2 separate regions of the Gossypium arboreum genome follow, and region 2 is linked to region 1. A link is a contact called in public Hi-C data. All regions are on one chromosome and are shown on one strand. Each heading gives the region's core, a stretch centred on a gene start, on an enhancer-like site or on the middle of the called end of the contact. The rest is flanking DNA. Distances are from core to core; before and after follow the strand shown.

Region 1 (3,450 bases), core at 646-3,145:
CCTTAATTTATTTTAATGGCATGCACAGAAATCGAAGGTGGAGGAATATAAGGAAGGGAGAAGCCTATTGGAAAGGTGTGATAAGTTGCTTCACAGCATAGCAAAGATGAACGCAGCTCAAACTGAGTCGCAGCCGAGTCCTGTTTCGGTACTCGACGCGTCCTTTTACAAAGATGATTCGTCTCCTTCCCCTGTGATGAAACGAAGAATGGATTTCAAAGGTAAGAGAACAAATCTTCGAGTATTCGTAAATCTCTTTATCTACGTGTAGATTTCATACAGTTTCATTAATTTGGTAGACCACATTAAAAGCAAATAATTTTAGAATAACCAAAAAGAAAGAAGAAGAATGGAGATGTCGTAAACAGGAAAGTAATTCAACATCCTCCCTTTTTTACTGCAAACCAAAGTTACCTGAGTGAGAAAAAGAATATACTTACCGCTGTAAAACTTTGCCTGACAAAGCATCCCATTAATGCTAGTCTTGGAAAGTGGTGGAAATGTCCCCACCTCTGTTAATTTTGTTTGAAGTTAAAAGACTACAGTCCATATTGGAAAGAGAGTGAAGGCAACGACATATTTGGTCCTCTTTTTCCTTCGTACATTCATTTAATCATCTGTTTTCTGTCAGTGTATTAGCCCTTTGTTAATGTCGTAATCCCTACCCTTATTGACTTTGTTTCTCTATGGCCCCATTTTATTTTGATTTATATGCTTTTTAAATAGTAAAAGTTTTGGAAAAATAAAAATATTAATTTTTGAGATTAACTTAATTAAATACTCTTTCTTCTCCATTCAACTTATCACATGGTAAAATATTTTTACTTTAACCTATTATTCTTTAAAAAGTATTATGCATAAAATTTGAAAAAAGTACATATTATAATGATTTTCAATGAGTTAATTTTAAATATATAAATATATATAGTAATTGATGTCAAAGTTTAAAAATTTTGAAAAAAAAAACAACTGTGACAATTGTACTAGGACAAAGTGAGTAATATAAAATTATTTAAAATATGTCGTAATATATTTATTAGATTGTAACATAAAACTTCTTAATAAGGTATGAAATCAAGTCAAGTTAATTACAATTAGAGATAAATATTTAATTTATATATTAATTTTGGTTTAATATATACTTTGATACATAAATTTTAGTTTTGTAATTATACAAAAAAACTTGAATTATAATTCATATGTGTACATGGAACTTTGATTTTGATTCAATTGTACTCATTTAAAGAAATACATATATATATATATTTATATTTTCATATTGGTTTAATATAATTGTTTATGTATGCAATACATCAATGTAAAATGGTGTTAATTTGATAATGTTGTTAGTGACTTGTGAAAATTAAATCAAACTAAAATTTTATGTATAAAATTGCACAAAATCGAAGTACATATATGATGTTGTACATTGAAACAAAGTTTTGATATTTGTTAATGATTTTTCTCATTTTAGAAGCAACCCACACTATAATAAGCAAGTATATATATTCAATACTTTTACCTTCTTCAATCAACGTTGAATGGAGAATTTTGTGATTCGACTTGAGATTTTAAATTTTCAGACCAAGTTGTTGAATCAGAAAATGAACTTTGGAGTCCTGCTAGTGCCATGTCAACCGCTGAATCAAAATCATCAGATAAATCAGACGATTGTGATTTCAACTACATTTCCGATATCCTCAAAGCATCCAATTACTTTCCTGATGATACTGACGTCTTTCTGTTGCTTGAGAAGCAGCAGAACCTTAAAGGGAAAGACACCTCCAAAGTGTATACACTCCAAAGGAAGCTTATATTCGACACCATAAATGAAATTCTCAATGGAAAGGGAGAATTACCGCCATGGAAGCTTAAATATCCATGGTCAGGAGAGGCATCGCTGCAACAAATTTGGTCCGAATTTGAAAAGATTCGAAGGAGGGACTCAGCAGATGACTTGTTTGAGGTGATTTGTGGTGTGTTAAGAAAGGACCTTGCAGGGGATGCCATTAACGGTTGGGGAGATTACCCCATTGAGATGTCTGAAGCAGTCCTCTATATCGAACGACAAATATTTAAGGACCTGATCGTCGAAACCATCCGAGATCTGATTGATTTTTCTGGAAAAAGTAATGAAGTCCCAACAAGTCGAAGGAAGTTGGTGTTCTGAATCTTGAATTTTGTTGCTTTTTATCATAGGTGTAGGCTTTCACGTTGTGGCTTTATTGGGTCGTTGGTCATCAAATATCATATATATTATTTTCTAGGTAAATTACACAGTAAGTCACCCAACTACGGTGAAGTTTCTCTTTCCAGACACTTAATTATAAAAAGTTACAAAATTATCATCCAACTAATTATGTTTGTCTTTCTTTGTGACAGAAAGATGATGTGACAACTCTGAAATTGACACAATAAAAAATTTAACCCTTACTATTTATACATTGTCAATTTGATCATAATTCTAAAAGAAAAATCAATGCTTGGCATTGTTTTAAAATTAGGATCAAAATTGAACCAATGTTGAAGATTAATATTTTTAGAGTCATGACCAAATTGATACTATGTATAAACATTATGCACTAAACTTGTTATTATACCTATTTTAGAACTGTCACTCTTAACAGAAGTTAACAAAATTAGACTAGAATTGAATGACCATTTTGTAATTTTTTATAATTAGGTGTCTGAAAAAGAAAGTTGAGAGTAATTGGTTGACTTGTGTTATAGTTGAAAAGCCCATCTAGAATTGAAGTCTTAAACTTAAAATCAAGATAGCCCAACCCAATTGAGACACTGAGCCCAAGGTGACTGCCCTTCTATATTCACTACGGCTTCCGTGGTGGCCCAAAAGTATTGGACAAGTGAAAAAGCTTATATCAACCTTGCAAATCACAATTTGCTTACATCATTACCTTCTCACTTTTGCCCCGTCATTTCATCTTTTTAACCCTTCACGACGTCGGAATTTGACTAATAGATAAAAATTGATTAGTTTAATGTTTTAACTAGAATTATATAATCGAGTTCTGAAAAAAATAGGATAAAATGATTTAGAATTTCAATGTTATTGTTATAAAATGCATATTTATATTACTATTATTATTTGTTTATGATTTATTAATTTTTCAAAAAAATGTTTTCTTTATTAAAAATATGTTAAATACTGATGTAACAATTTAAGTTATTGAATCAATTATGTGATGAGTTCAACCATCAGTATAATTTCAACACTGCACCCTCCACCTCATACAAGCTTTGAATTTGAAAGAAACAAAGGCGTCGGCTTTAATCATCTTTGGAATTGGGGTAAAACAAAGGAAAGAGAAGGAAAAGGAAAGGAACACTAGCTCAGAATCAATCACCAAATTTGAAAAGAGATGGGGAGGGGGGGGGGGACCAAAGAGAGTGACATCTTTCATTAGCTTTATTTATTTGCACTAATGACTT
Region 2 (3,450 bases), core at 601-3,100, 120 kb after region 1:
ATTTGTATCAGCTAGTTATTATTATATGTAAAGCAGTCATTGAAAAAGGAGAACGAAATTAATGCAAGAAGAGCTCCAAAGATCTTTACAATATTTTCTACAGATTAGATATTAGGAAATGTGAAGAAAAAGAAGTAGGAAGGAAAATGGAGAAGTGGAGAAAAATGAAAAATAAACAGGATAATATTTCATTTCTTGTTTGAATGCCTATGTAAAGTTTATAAGAAACTAATAAAAATTATCAAATCTAGTAAAGAAAATTAATTCCATTTTTATGTATCCCTCCATCTTTCTTCTCATATTCCTTTCCTTCACTCTTTCAGAACAAACATGAATCAAAGATTGAGTTACGTTGCACCTTGTGAAGACAGAAAACATTAGTAACTAGCAGTTATTATTTATTAGGAATAATCATGCATGATACGTGCAGGATGGCTCCAGTAAAAACTAAATGAAAAACAATGCTTCCCTATAGTTCACCAAGCAGCAAAAAAATCATTGATGTAGTTAACTTAAAGGATCCAAACTACAGAAACATTCATGTCATTCATTCTGCTACTATCTCACCCTCAACAAATCACAAACTAGATGAACTACATTTGATTCAAAACCATATAGACTTTTCATAGTATAGAAGGGGCTGACTGCCATCAGAAAAACTAAACCTGTTGAAGCAGTGCAGCCTCCTAATACAATGAAACATGCTTATGGGACAGAAACTGCTTATCTCCCAGTATAAGACTAGTGATCTTCCCAACTACACTCCAACTCCAACTGAATTTGAGTAAGGCAGATGCCTTTATCATTTTGCCGAAATACAAGTATTCAGAGCAAATTTTTACAGAAATCCTAGCTCTCCTTCGATAAAAAACATATATTACAAATAAAAATTGACTCCCTTAAAATCTAACTACTGCTCAGGAATAGAATTACCCCTTAGAACTAACATGAAATCGGCTCCTTAAAATTTGAAACGTAAGGAAATAACTAAAATTAATTTACAGGGTTGCGTAAGTCGTATGCTTATATCACAGAAGTTGCATTCAAATATCAGAGTGAATAAGAAACGTGAACGGTCCTTCATCCTTACTCTAAACAAGTTCAATCTATTGCATTTGAGAAAAAAGGAAAGTCTAAAAAACTCGAATTCATTAAAAAGAACAAGTCAGATCAGAGGCATGCAAAGCAAAAGCTTACCTTGAATTTGGGATCTCGATTGAAGCGCTTGATCTTCAGCTTGCGCAGAGAAAACTTCTGCCTTAACAGATGATGCCTGAATAATATTTATTTTTCAGAAAAAATATCTAATATGACTTATAATATTTAATAATAAATCCAATTGGAAATCGAGATTGGAGAGAGAAGAATACACGAGAGAGAGCAACAGCTGCGCAGGCTTGATGGAGCTTGTCCTTGAGGATCGCGCGGTACTCATCCGAGTCAATCGAGAACGTCGGTGCCAGATCGGACGGCGGACTGTTATGATTCTGATTACCAGGTCTTTTGATCTCCACCACGTCACCTTCACCATCGGCTTCTTCAGATTTCGAAACGGACGGCCGAGGTTCCGCCAAGGATGGACCGATCACACTCTCGTCCGAACGCGACACCGGGATCGCCCCGCCCGAACCAGAAAACTCTTCAATAAAATTGTCAAAAGCCCACTCCGATTGGCTTCGGCTCATCCCCGGCGGAGCCGCCCAAAAGGAGTCCGAGAAATCGTCAACTGAGAACTCAGTATGCATCGTTTTCAGTGAAATCCTTTTCCCTTCTTTTTCTCCACAATGCAATTCGCCTTCCTCTCTCTTTCTTCCAGCTTGTTTTTATCATTTAAAATTATATGCGGGAACAAACAGAATATATCCACTAACATTCCACTGGTCAAATTTTGATTTTAGTCCTTTTACTATAATCAAACTAAAAATTTAGTTCATATATTATAATTCGACATAACTTTTTAATCTCTGTATTTTAGTAACATCATTAATTAATCCAAGTATTTATATATTTTAATTAATAAAGTAGCGTAATAAGTTGAAAAATGTGTTTTTATTAAAATATAAGTCAATTAAACTAATTGATTAATAAAATTATAAAAGTAAAAAGAAAATAAAACTCTTGAAGACTCGGGTTTGAGTAATTATGATATGTGAATCTCCTTTTTACTTTGTGAATATGCCTTATATGAGTTGTGTTCGATTAGTTTTGAATTAGTCCTCATCCTCTTTGTATTGTATTGGTTGAAATCTATATTATTGTCCATGGAACATATATTTATACCAATCTTGTGATGTTTTTGAACTAGTGAAACTTTAAAAAGAATATACAGGGATAAAATCCTAAATTTGAGCACAATAAAAAGTACCAAAACCATAATTTGATCAGTTCTTACAATAATACACGTGTTAGTTAATACATGGGTGGGGAGGGCGGCTATTGGTAGAAATTGGAACACTTGATGATGTGCGCGGGCTAAGACAGTAAAAAAGAGAAGATGGGAGCAAAAAGTGTAGTGTACGTATTAGGGAAAAGTTAAAAATAGGGCCCAGTCGGTGGGGAGTTTCAACTTTCAACTTGGGTTTGGGCAAAAAGTAAATAAAGATAGTAGCTGTCATTGACAATACTGAAAGAAAGCAAGACGATAGACCCAGTCATTTTACTGTACGGCTTCACACGTAACATCCTATTTCCCTATGTCTTAAGCAATGTATATTTTATCGTTCCTTCGCTTTCAAACAAAACACTTTTCCCTGCCTTCTTACCGCCATGCCGGCACGCCCGGCCTTTGGGCCGGTCGTTGTTAACATATCTCCCTTTATTTCTCTTTTTCGCTTTTTTTCCTACCCCTTTCCATAAAATAACCCAACTCTCTCCTTCCCTATGCCCTTTGACGCCGGAATGGAGGGAGAGAAACTCGACCACCTCGTGGCTTTCCACAACCTCTTTATGGAGTTGATCCCTTTTCTCCGATCGAGGATTCCTTCGGCCTATTTTTGCTACTGCTCTTGACAAGATTCGTCGTCGCAGACAACTACAAGCCTTTGCAAGCTCGAATATGGTGAAGCCGATCTAGTGAAACCAAATCCTTGTAGTTTGGTGACCGATGCCGGTAACCAAGGTTGTGGCATCCTTTTTATTAGTGGTCCTGACTCCTGATGGTCTCCATGGTCATGACGGCGCTTCTTCTACCCGATCTTGCTGCAGTCTCAGCTTTCCCTTAGTGGTGTTGGAGGCATGGCAACTTCCTTGTCTCTCAAGCATCTCCAATGGTCTTCTCCTCTCCCGCTGTGGCTACTGGCGGCGGGTGGTGGGCAATTAGGCTAGGGTTTGGGCTTGGGTTAAACCCATTTATTGACTGCTTGATCTCTTGAGCTTATTTAGCCCATCTGCTTGTAATCTTAACTAGTGAAATGAAGTTCATATTTCTTTGTAAAAAAAAAAACTTGTATA

What was found. A called contact is a pair of places that touch in the nucleus more often than the background predicts.
Region 2: a contact with region 1 is called in a Hi-C map of leaf, with 3 times the contacts expected there. The contact joins the promoter of LOC108467477 here to the enhancer-like site in region 1. A contact is called at or near these places in 3 of 5 Hi-C or Micro-C datasets (all in leaf).

Annotation. Positions count from the first base shown.
Region 1 is chr8:130,619,111-130,622,560 of ASM2569848v2, forward strand. LOC108467729 (protein LONGIFOLIA 1-like) reads left to right here. Exons shown (of 4, transcript XM_017768481.2): 3 at 29-221; 4 at 1,584-2,353. The coding sequence ends at 2,170. Among protein-coding and RNA genes, the nearest start is that of LOC108467729, 3.5 kb to the left of the region's middle. Within about 2 kb of position 1,896, at least 2 of the 2 cell types and tissues checked have an H3K27ac peak or open chromatin away from gene starts, as enhancers often do. A contact at or near this core is called in leaf, where this site is marked.
Region 2 is chr8:130,740,800-130,744,249 of ASM2569848v2, forward strand. It overlaps LOC108467477 (light-inducible protein CPRF2-like), which reads right to left and starts at 1,851. Exons shown (of 6, transcript XM_017768098.2): 1 at 1,371-1,851; 2 at 1,198-1,273. The coding sequence starts at 1,745.